Linked DNA regions of Drosophila melanogaster: region 1 is linked to region 2. A link is a contact called in public targeted proximity ligation data. All regions are on one chromosome and are shown on one strand. The core of a region is the stretch at or near the end of the contact, and the rest is flanking DNA. Distances in the headings are between cores, read along the strand shown.

Region 1 (5,909 bases), core at 3,130-5,629, 110 kb after region 2:
GTCAAAGGACATTGCAAGAATACAAGTGCTTCTGCTTGTAAATAAATATTGAGATCATATGCAGGGTACTAAGAAACAACATTTATAAAAAAGGCAATAAAAATCATTGGCAAATTGGTCGAAAGGCATGAACAATAGTTTGTCTCCTTTGGCCAAGATTGATAGTGGGTCCAAAGGTCATGGGCCATTTGTATGCTGGACACACCACCCGAAAAACTCCGCCCCTTCTTTTTGGTCAATCGAACGAATTGCGCTTAAATATTTGCGGCGCTTATCGAAAAATTTGCGGCCCATTGTCGAGAGGATTGATGCAATTTTAAATCCGCAACGAACAAGGACATCTGCTCAAATATTAGCTTATGAAATTGTTTAAAATGCCACGCACTAACCCATTCACTTCGGTCACGCTCCGGAAAACGGAAAATCTGGTCGAAGATGGCGGTGGTGGGCGGGAAACCCGAGCTCAGCCTTTTGACAGTTGCCACAATTTATCATAATTCAATGCATGGCATGACCTGTCAATCACTCGAATCGACATGGACGTGGACATGGACATCGAAGGGGTGAATCGAGCACACATTAGCCGCAGGGCAGGGGGTGGATAAGGCCGATGTGTTTGTGGACATTTTTACAAGTGACTTATGAATTATTCCGTGCACTTGCTCCTGTCCATCTGCAAGTAGCACACTGAAAACTAAATACTAGTTTATTACTTATAACAATATTTGAGCAAAGGGGAAGAAATTACTATAAGAACCTCGTGATATATAGTAAAAGTGAATACAATTTTTTGCAGTGCAGTTAGCGTCTCGCTTTACTTCCTCTTTATGGTTGGCTTTTTGTGTTTTCCAATCAGATTAGCATGGTAAGGGGTTAAGAGTACGGGGTTACCACCGCTGGGAGGGGACCACATGAAAGGGTCAATAATGGGACTCGAGACGAAGATGCTGACATTTATCAAACGGAATATGCGATGCGTACAACCATTAGACACTGCCCACTGATGGACGTCGGACGATGGACAGGCGAGACGTGATCCCAGATACGGCTCATCAAGTGCATTGTCGTGGGACAATAAAGGGTTAATCGGCTAACAGAGAGATTGCAATATTATCTTCTGAGCAAATTGGAGTTGGGAAGACAGCAAAAATTAGCGAAAGTAGATCCAAATATTAAGTGTATCAATTGTAAGGCGTATCACTTGATTCCGCACTCTACTCAACTCTCCAAGGACCTCTGTAATCTGATAGGCTTACTGAACCAACAGAGAGTAGAAACAAAGTTTTGCTTTATTGTGATTTTACGAAATAACCTACAACTTCACCATTCCCAAAAACACAATTTCTTTTTCCTTAAACATTCCAGTTTTAAACACCTTTTTTACAGTTTTTTCGTTGTAAGTTGGCCAAAATATGTCACAAGGCTGAAAAACGCACTTTTTTAGTCAGCTGGGGTCCTCAGCTAAAGACCCATATCAATATTTGCTTTAATTTGGAAAAATAATTTTTCGGCCAAATTTCGCATTTTTTGTAAGGGGTAACATCATAAAAAATCGAAAAAATTTTCAAACCAAAAATTTCTCTAAATGAGTTACCCGTCGTTTAGGAATATTTTTACAAGTTCAACGAGGTATTCCACTCCACAATTGGACGTGTCTTTCCCAAGATATAGCACTTTTTCTGTGAAATCCCCATCGAAAATTATCAACAAGAATAAAATCACCCTCGTTTTCCATCTGAAAAAACTCCCTCAAAAACAAACGCATATACAGTTTATTTCGTTACATATATATTGTTATTTATTTAAGAACTTGCTCGTCTAATTGACAGAAAAATATAAAGATATAGGATGTATTGAATGGGTTGTGCTGAGTGTCTTACTATGCGAATGAGCGATTCCACTTAAGCCTAGGCGAAATCTCGGCGATTGCATAATGTGGAGCCCCCTCCCGAGGTGTACGGAAATCACAAGTGGTTGATAAGAAAGAACAGACGTGGAATTTTGCTGTGCTGGTTTGAGGATCGCAGTCGAACGGATAATTTATTGGCCAGTCGCCGACTTGGCTGGTGATGATTTAATAGCGGACCCTCGGGAAGGCTCTCTGGGCTGACAGATAACAGATAACTCGACTGGCTGATAATTTTGATGCGTGACTGGGCGCTGCGCCTTCTCTATCTCCACCTCCTTACAGGGTCTTGTCGAACAGGAACTCGCCCAGTTCGCCGTTGGTGTCCATCATCTTCTTGAGAGTGGTCAGCTTGCCGGCGAGCTCGCGCTGTCCGTGGAGCTGCTCCTCCAGATAGACACCGGTCAGGTAGTCCACCAGGTGGTAGTGGTTGTAGGGCTTGTTCTCGCAGGTCTGGATCAGCTTGCGGATGGACTTGGTCACCTTGATCTCCAGGTCGAGGGCGTCGGACAGGGCGGCGGCACCATCGGTCCACTCCTGCTTGGCCACAGTCTGTGGGGGATTCGCCAGGATTAGCTGGGCTTTTGGGTTTTCTAGGCGAGTCGTCGACTTACCGGCACATTGATCAGATCGCTGACTCCCTCGGTCAGTTGACCGCGCATGGACAGGTACTCCACCAGCTTGGATCCGTGCTCACGTTCCTCCTTGGCGGCCTTGAAGAAGTGCTCGGCGAATCCAGGGCGGTTGACGGTGTCGCGGGAGAAGTAGGCGCCCATGGCCAAGTACTGGTAGGAGGCGTTGATCTCCTCCTGGATCTGATTGCGCATGCCCTTTATGCAGGCATCCTTCATGTCCACCCAGTCCTTGGTAATCTCAGGAACAGCCAGGGAGCCTGCAATGGGATAAGGTTGGGTTAAGTCGGGGGACCACGATAACAATATATGGCTAGTATTCAGCTTTAAAAAATTTATTTTTGTAATCAGAACTTAGGTAAATTTTAATATTTTAAAAACCTTTGCACTCTTGGTCTTGACCTTCATGGCTTAGGTTTTGTTTTTCTTTTAGTTGATGCTCTTCTCGCTCCCTTTGAAGCTCTCTCACGAAACTCTTGCTTTCTTGCTTGGCTGAGGGGTAGGGCGTTGTTGGTTATTGCATTTAAGAGGGCGTAATTGCATAAACCTTTGAAATTGCGCTTGAAATGCCGCTATTCTAGGGCACAAAAACCGTGTGCAAAACTGTAATGGCCTACTCTCCCACTCTCTCTCTCTGTTTTTGTAACTGCATTGGTAACGTGCGCAGCTCTCGCCGCCATAGTAACGGCATTTGTTTTCGTGTAGTGCCGTGTGCAAAAAGCATGGTTCACCATGCTAGCTCACTCGGCCCGTAAAAGCCGTGTGCAAAGAGCGCCTTGAAATGTAACAACAAAAAGTCAAGCTTATTTATACCGCAATATTCATGGAAATGAAAGCGAAATTCGCATTATTTAATTATGAAAATTTATGTATAAAAACTGGTTATCATTTCCCCAAAGCGCAACGGAAGTATCAATAACTTTTAAATCAACTGGTTTGGTAACTTCACTTCATTGACGAAAGAGAGTGAAAGAGCGTCAAAGAGAAACGGCGCATGCTCTTTTCAACGCATTACAAATGTTTTGCTTCTCTTTGCGTATTGCGTCGAAATTTATTGTTTTTTTTCCGATGACCTGCCTTTGTTTTGTTTGAAATTCTGATGAATAAAACGTAACATTAGTACTTACACTTGAAATCTCCATAGGCCTGGGCCACCACGGCCAACAGGAGCAGGCTAGCAATTAGTTTCACCATCTTTGATCGTCGAACGTAGTCTTTACACAAAATCACAGAACAAAAATTTGTTTTTCACTTTAGTTTGATTTGCTTGAAATGCACAAATGAGAATGAGGCGACTCGAGTTGAGCTACAATGTTAAATAGGCGTTGAAATTGAAAATCTAGCTGCCTTTACACACACTGGCGCAGAAGGCGTCGCCTGCTTCAATTTGATGGGCTTGATTGGGATTATTTTCGACTTCTCGAATGCTTTCCAGTACCTTCTGCTGACAGCTTTAATCTGATTTTTCAGTGGAGCTAAGGCCTTTCTACGTTGTGTTTTAGCGAACTCGAAAGCGAACTGTCGCTCCGAACGGCGCACAAAACACTTTTAAGCGCGCGCGCTCTCGGTTTTTCTTCGTGTGTGTGTGAGTGATGGGAGAGTGTGCACTGTTATCTTTTCAACATGTCGCCCGTTCTTTGTTAACCGTTTAAATGGCTGATAATTGAATATTCCCGATAATTGCCGCACTCAATGTGATACACACGTCCTCAATATGGGTATACTTTGTATAAAGTCGGGTTTCCTAGTCAGATAATCCCCACTTACTAAGAAGTAAATTTATCAAATGCAATATGGCCGCTCTTTTGAGATGCGCATCAGCTGTTCTTTGTTTTTGTTTTGGCCGTGGGAGAGCACCACGTCATGTGTTGCCAGGCGGTTTAATTATTGCTGACAATTTAATTCACATTTTGTCAAGTTGATTTGCACGTTCGAAGGGGGGATCAGTCACCCACTTTGATAACTGCTAATATGGCGACGGCTCTTTTTTACGTGTCGCTTGCAGAGCTCCAAGAATGACACTTGATAAGAAGGATACATGGTGGGAAAACTTACAAATTACATAATTTGTTTGTTGATTGGGGAAACCCTACATTATCTCCGAACCCAGCAATAATATGTATTGTAAATAGCAACAGTCTCAAGCTCGATGCTGCTGTGAATTACCAATATATCAAAACTTAAAACATTATCTTAGGAGGTAGATGGTTTATCTGCAGTTTATTTTCAATTCTCATCGTTAGCTGATAAAACTCTCAGGAAACCACTTGAAATCCAAAGTGCAGCGTCCATATTTTGCACACGCTGACAACCCTGTCGTGAGTCACCTTCCAGCAGGCGCAGCAACAACAGCACTGGCAGCGGCCATATTTGAATGACACCGAAATCCCGCACTGAGCGCAAAACAACACATGCCCATGCACGCTCTCCAAAACCACACACACACAGCCATATCGATCGCATAGAAAGAGACGTACGCGACGCTATAAACAGCAGTTGATTTTCAGAGTTTCACCAAGAAGCACATAAAGCGATTGAATTATTAATAAAAGCACAGGCACTGGAAGTGAGTTTTAATATTACTAACTAACTACTTTGTGAGTGTTTAGTTACGAAAACTAGAAAATAATATTCTGGAAACTGTGTTTTTAAACCGACCACCATATAAATTTAAAAACCAAAACATTCCATTGGTGGTGGTTTTGTTGTTAAAAAAGAGCACAGAAAATTCAAGAAAACGCTACGACGCAAAACGAAAAAACTCGCCCAAAATGAAAACAAAAGTGTCTGTTTTCCAATTGTCAATTGTTGTGAAACTAATTTCCTTTGTTTTCGCCTCTCGAATTTGATTTTAATTTACAGTAAACCGTCGACATGAAATTTTTCGTTGCACTCGCTCTCTTTGCGTGCCTCGGCTCTCTTGCCTTGGCCAAGGATGATGAATATTGCCAGAACACTGTAATCACCGCATGCTCTACGTCAGCCTTTTCGGGTGAGTAAAGAGAGCGCCTCTAAGAGAGAGTGGCTAATCTGTGTTGTTGCTTTTTGTATCTTTGTAAAACATAATAATAAAAACAAGCGCTCACGGGCTTTTTCACAGGCAAGAGTAAGTGAAATATAGATTGGATGTATTTCTGCACTATCTCAGATTTCGTGAAAATGAACACTTTCCAATTCTTACTGCATTACGGCCCTTACATTATTATTTTAAAGATACAAATACAAATTCAAAATTCTATTGCCTTGTTTAGTATGGCACTACCTAGTTAGGAACCATTAAGACTATGTCATTACTATTGGATGTGCTTCTGCTCTCCTATTCTAAGAGTGTGATCTTTATTATTTGCTTTTTCCCCGTAGCCAACTCCATT
Region 2 (6,092 bases), core at 9-2,508:
TAACTATTACAATTATTCATACATATGTACATACTTGTTTCAATTGAAAGCAGTAATAGGTCTGCGTATTCAAGTTTTAATTGGTTGTTTTAATTCAAGGTAGGGTATCTTCAACTCTTTTTCGTTCAATGTTTTAATTCTCTTCCTTTTTGTCTCTGCCACTTTTATTGCCAGCACTCGCATGCATTCATTGTATTTGTATTTTTGTGCAAATGTGCTTGCGAATATATAGGGGATTATATAGATACGTTTGTATGTAAATATATAACAGCAATCGAAGCGTGCGACAGAGAACGGCAGTTCCGACAGAGGGAGATGGAGACATCGAACGGCATTTCCACTTCCACTGGAATTAAAAGATTAGCCACGGAAAGCAAAAGTGCGCTGCAAGTTCGAGTTCCAGCGACTCGGCAACCCTGTTTTCATGTTGTTTACTTTGCCGGTTTCTGGCACAAACACATATGCACGCTCCATGCATGTGGAACAGAGCCAACGCGCTCGACGTTCGCATGGCAACTGCAGTCGAACATGTTGGAGGGGAAACGACCGGCTTCGAACTTGATTCGAACCAGCTTCGAGCCGCAACGAAAGTGAATTTTGGCGAATCATCGAGAGCTCCTAATTGTAAATGAAATGGATGTAAAATCTAAAAATTCTAATAAATAATTAAATTTAGATTATTTAATAATAATCGAATTCATTTAATTTTGGAACCAAAACATAGGGAGAAATATATATTCCTTTTTGGCTATAAAGTTAGAAACATGTTATTATTATTCTTATTAGTTTAAAGAAAATACGGCTTGATAGAAACATTTTCTATGGAAATGAAGCTTATTAACAAAAGTCTAAACTCCTACATATATTTTTAAGACATTTAATCTAATCAAGTATGTAACTGCTATCAAAAGTTCCGTTGTAAAGTGGGAAAATGTACCAAATTCTGGCCTACAGTGGAAAATTCTAGTGAATTAGACACTTTTTTTGTAGCCCCTTCCGCAATTTTCCCCCACCATTTCTCATTTTAGCGCCAAAAATCTGTTCAGTTTTCCACCGAATGAAAAGCGAGCGGTTGGCGGCGGTGGTGGAAAGTGAAAACCAGCCAACCACCACCCACCAACCCCGAAAAACGGAATGAAGAAGTGCGGAAAATCGGAGTGGAGGAAAACTCCAACTTCGCTGCCAATGCCAAGCAGCGACGCCGGCAGCGATGTTCGACGCGCGATGTTCGAACGCGGCGAGCAAGCACAGACCAAAAACAGTTTGAATTTCGCTTTCGATCTGGTTGGTTGTGTTTTTTGGCTTCTCTCTGCGTGCGCCGCTCGTGGTGGGAAAAAACGGAAAACAGGAGAACTAGCAAAACCGAATAAATCGAAGAGGAACACTCCAGTTTACAATTGTCCTGCGACTAAAAACCAATCGGAAATTTACACTATCCTCTAATCCTTTTTGTTTGCCGGCAAAAAAATAAGAGGCGCAAAGAAATAAACGCAGAAAGCGAAGCAAAATGTGAAAAATTGCCGAACATGGCGCCGCGTGTGTGAATGAGAGCGAACGATCGTGTGAGAGGGAGATAGGGACGAAGCGAAGATAAACAATAAAAAAAAAACAATTTTTGATACTTAAAGTTCTACAACAACAATAAACTCAGCTCAGGTACAACAACAAAACAGAAAATTACGCAAAACACAACAGACTGCATTGACGGGAATTTTTCGAAGTATTTTTGATACACACAGCAAGGAGGTGTACAATTTTTAAAGCAATAAGTGAAAGCAATTACCCATCAAGTTAAAAATAATACCAATCTCGGTAGAAACCCACTCGGAAAATCCAACTGAAAACAATTGAAAAAGGCAACCGAAAAGTTAAAACCTAAACAGACTAAATCGCTAAAATAACAAGCATTTACTATACACAAAAAAATTAAATTCCGTATAAAATCAGACTTTTGTCTGCAAAATTTCTAAAAATTTACAAAAACCCACTAAAATTCACGAAAACTCACTGGATCTGCCAAAACCATCAGTTGAAATATATTCTGGAATCGGTTCAAAAATAAATAAATATATGCCAGCAGCATTTATATAGACCGCAAATCGCACCATAAAATCGCGAAAAAATCAACAAGCAATATTTTGAAATTCATAATCGTTGGCAAAATGCTGATTCGAAATAGAGATTGAGGATTCTCGAGGACAGCCAACCCAGCCAACCAACCAAGTTTTTCGCCGCAACGAGTGCATATTAAGAGGAAAAAACACAAATTTATGGCTCCGCGTCGCAACAGCAACATCAGCAGCAGCGGCAACAGCACCCAGCAGCAGCACCAGCAACAGTTGCAGCAGCAGCACCAGACGCAGCAGCATCAACTGCTGCAGTTCTACGCGGAGAACGTGAATTCTTCAGGCGTCCTAATGGCGCCCATGCAGGGAACCGGTGGCGTTGGCGGCGTTGGCGGCGGGGGCATGGTCCACTGCTGCCTGCCCAGCGGAGACTGTCGCAAACTGGACACCCTGATACACCTGAACGAGCTCTCCCTGGCGGACTGCATCCGTGTGCTGTGCAACAACGAGAACTGCAGCGCAGGCCAGTACATGCATCGCGAGTGCTTCGAGTGGTGGGAGGCGAGCGTGCTGCAGGCACTGAAGGCCAACGGTCGTGCTCGATCCTGGTCGGAGCGGCAGCGTCTGCAGCACCTGTGGACCAAGAAGGGCTACGAGCTGGTCCAGAAGGCCTGCAGCTGCAAGTGCGGCAGGGGACAATTGCGCAAGGACCTCGACTGGGTGCCGCCGAGCAGCCAGGGCGTCATATACCTCAACGGGTCTGGCAACCGGCCCACTCTGGCCAATGGCAGCCTCAGCGAGGACGACGACAAGAAGAAGGCCAAGAAGAAGAGGAACCGCAACAACAACAACAACAACGGCGGCGGCGGTGGTGGTGGTGCTGGTGTCAATGGCAACACCAAAACCCCCTTGAGCAACAACAACGGCAACAGCTACGCCGGACTCACGCCCAATCCCAATGTGGGCGTCATAGGGTCGGGTTTGCCCCACAACAACGGCAACACCGCCAGCAATGGCAGCAGTGGCAACAACGGCTCCTCCGGCGTTCTGCAGACCAGTGCGCTGGCCACTTTCAGCAACATCCTCAATACGAACAATGTCCTCGGCCTGGACCTGCGCGCCAGGGCTGGCAGCCTATCCTCCAGTGGAGCTGGCAGTGGATCCACCTCGCCCTCGGACTCCCAGTCCAGTGGCGAGATATCCGTGTCGCCGGTGCAGCAATTGCTGCCACAGCAGCAGCAGCAACAGCAGCAGTCGCTGCTGATCCAGCCTCTGGGTCCAGCTTTCGGCAGCAACCTTTTGCAAAATGGATTGGGCTTGTCCAAGAATCTGCTGATTGCTCCCCAGCAGCAGCAGCAGCAGCAGCTGCAACAACAACAGCAGCAGCAGAATAACCTGCCTGCTTTGGCCAATATCAGCAACTTCAAGCCATTGGCCAGCTACGAGCAGCAGCAACTTGTGCAGCAGCAGAAGAACAAGGAGGTCGAACTCTATTCCGATCGAGTGCGGTAAGTACAAGATATCATCATGATAACCATATAGATTATAAGGAGCTATAGTCTTATTGTCTAGAATTTCATCTTAAATACTTGGTTAACTTGTTTAACAAAGCGAAATTTGTGTGGCGAAATTCCCCAGCATGTGGTTGGGGTACATAAGCGTTTCAATATTTATTCACAAAACTTTTATCAATTACACTGAACGACAAGGGGGGCCTTAATATTTCGAATTTATTTACTGCAGTTGTTATAAGTTTTGTTTAGCTTTTCCTTTGATAAAACTTCCAGTGGCTTCAGGTGTTATCAACAAACATGCCAAATAGATACCAGATTGATACTCTCGTTCCTTTATCGTGTTGCACAGTGTTATCAACAATTGAGGCGTTTGTTTGCCCGTTTTTCGTTCGTTTGCCGGTTCCATAGATTATATAACCTTGACGACTGAACAGCTGCGAAATACAGACAATATTTGCAGAAATATTAAATAAAATGCGCTGGTTTATTCGAGAAATTTGCGAATATTTTCCCCTTAAGGAAGTCGACGATTTGCATCAACTCAGAGGGAATGAATAAAATATTATAATCTTTTGTTTTGTTGCTTTCGGTGGGTCAAGGCTTTCTTTCTTTTATTCTGCTGTAGTTCTTCACTCTTCATTGGCATTCTTTTTACTCATAAATCATAGGCAATGAAAAATTATTGAAATTTATATGCTGCCATATAGCAGCGGACATTTATCGTATGGTATGTTTCCCAGATGTGTTCTTGTTCTTATTTATTTTGTGCCTACTTTTAATATTTCCGTTTCCCAGAGCAGCGAATACTATTATTTATTTCATTGCGATCAAAAAAAAAAAAAAATGCGAATAGGAGAACAACACGAAGAGGAATTAGATCGCTTTTTGTGTTTTTTTTTTTTTTAATGTTGTTGTTTTGAACGCGATCTTCAGGTTTTAAGAATCCCAACCCCTCACCCTCTGTCCATCTCTTTCGCGCGGCAGCTTGCCCTCTCTTTCCAAGCTGAGAACTTTGTTTTGCCTTCTATGGCATAATTCCATTCATTCTTCTGGATTTCGCTCTCTATCTCACTCTCTGTTTTGCACACTTTTCAAGGCCACACTTTTTTTTTTGCATGTCTCTTTTTTTTAACCTAAAATGCGGAATTGCTGTTTTAGCGATAAACAGTAAAATCTGCTTTTTTATAAAAGCTTTTAAGTAAAAGCTATATTTAGTTCGGCCGATCCTTTTCTATTTAAACTATATTAGGGTATCCAAGTTTCGGTGTTCTCTCAATTTCAAATGCAATTTCTTGCCTCTTGCATTCTTTTTTGGTTCCTGCTTATCAGCATTTTTGTGATGATTTGCGTTTAATTCAAAAATAAACGTCCATAAAATTGTTTATCGCCTCTCGTTTTTTTGTATTTCCATTTCTCATTTCTTGTTTTGTTTGCATTTACTGGCGTTTATTTTTAGCGCCACACGCGGCCCATTTTTATTTTATTTAATTTTTGTTGTTGCTGCCATGATAAACAAACTTTGCTGATTCAAAAAGGTGAGCAAAAAAAAATAAGAAAAGAGGAAAGCCAAAAGTTCTTGCCTTTCCCTTTAAATTTGCCGTCTCTGTTTAATGAATGAATGTGTTCGGCTCGTCCCCTCTCTTTCTTACGCTCTTTTAACTTGTTTTGTCTGCCGGCATATTTGTGTTTTCCTCTTTTTTTTTTGTATTTAGCGTCCAATGTCAAGGTTAAGACACATTTTATGTATTCATTTTCGGTGGGTGAATGAGGCGGAAGTCTGTTTGTTTTTGTGCCTCTTCCAGTTTCCCGTCTTTTTTGCAGAAAGCTCTTCCTGCTTGCCTCTCTCTCTCTCTCTATCTCTCATTCTGTCTTTCGTTAGCTGTCTGCAAATACTTTGCCATTCGTAGGCCCAAAACTCTCACGTGGGCGTAGCATTCCACCCCCCTGATTACTTGGATTTTCATCCAATCTGCAAAAAATGCCGCAATACTTTCCCGAAAGTTCGAAAACGCAACAGCAGCGCGCACAACTGCAAATAAATTGCGAAAGGCACGCCGGGAATAGAATAACTACAACAATTTGTGCAACTACAGACTATAAAAACAAAGTAGCAACAAAGTCGGCGTCCTGCATTTGCATACCAAACGCAACGGGTGTCTAAAGGGTGTGACTAGCTGGCTGGCAATTTGAGATGTAACGGAGTAAATTGAGATACATTTAGTTGCTATTTTTAGATACATACATATGTTACCATATCGCAGATACAATGTGATTCTATCAACTAGGTGAAATCATCATCACTAATTATCATAACATAGGAAGGCAGAGGTTCATATTTCTCAGACTGTATCATCAGAACTTAGGGTATTCCGATAGTCGTGTCACCTTAAACCCTCTCTCTATAGTTTTGTTTTGAAAGCCTCAGACAATATGCGCCAATCCCCCTGTTATAAGTGCGGTGATATGGTGTGAAAAACAAAACTATAGCGAAAATTAACAACTTTCGCACGAC

The links.
Region 1: a contact with region 2 is called in a targeted proximity ligation map of the Kc167 cell line, with 4 times the contacts expected there. A contact is called at or near these places in 27 of 107 Hi-C or Micro-C datasets (the Clone 8 cell line, the D17-c3 cell line, the Kc167 cell line and 15 more) and 4 of 7 datasets of targeted methods (the Kc167 cell line and the S2 cell line).

The regions. Positions count from the first base shown.
Region 1 is chr3R:30,383,799-30,389,707 of dm6, forward strand. It overlaps Fer1HCH (Ferritin 1 heavy chain homologue), which reads right to left and starts at 4,380. Exons shown (of 3, transcript NM_080134.4): 1 at 3,666-4,380; 2 at 2,521-2,798; 3 at 1,775-2,458. The coding sequence starts at 3,732. The coding sequence ends at 2,186. Fer2LCH (Ferritin 2 light chain homologue) reads left to right here and starts at 4,006. Exons shown (of 4, transcript NM_080063.4): 1 at 4,006-4,123; 2 at 4,782-5,104; 3 at 5,401-5,530; 4 at 5,899-5,909. The coding sequence starts at 5,413.
Region 2 is chr3R:30,276,674-30,282,765 of dm6, forward strand. It overlaps heca (headcase), which reads left to right and starts at 1,259. Exons shown (of 6, transcript NM_001276174.1): 1 at 1,259-3,574. The coding sequence starts at 2,271.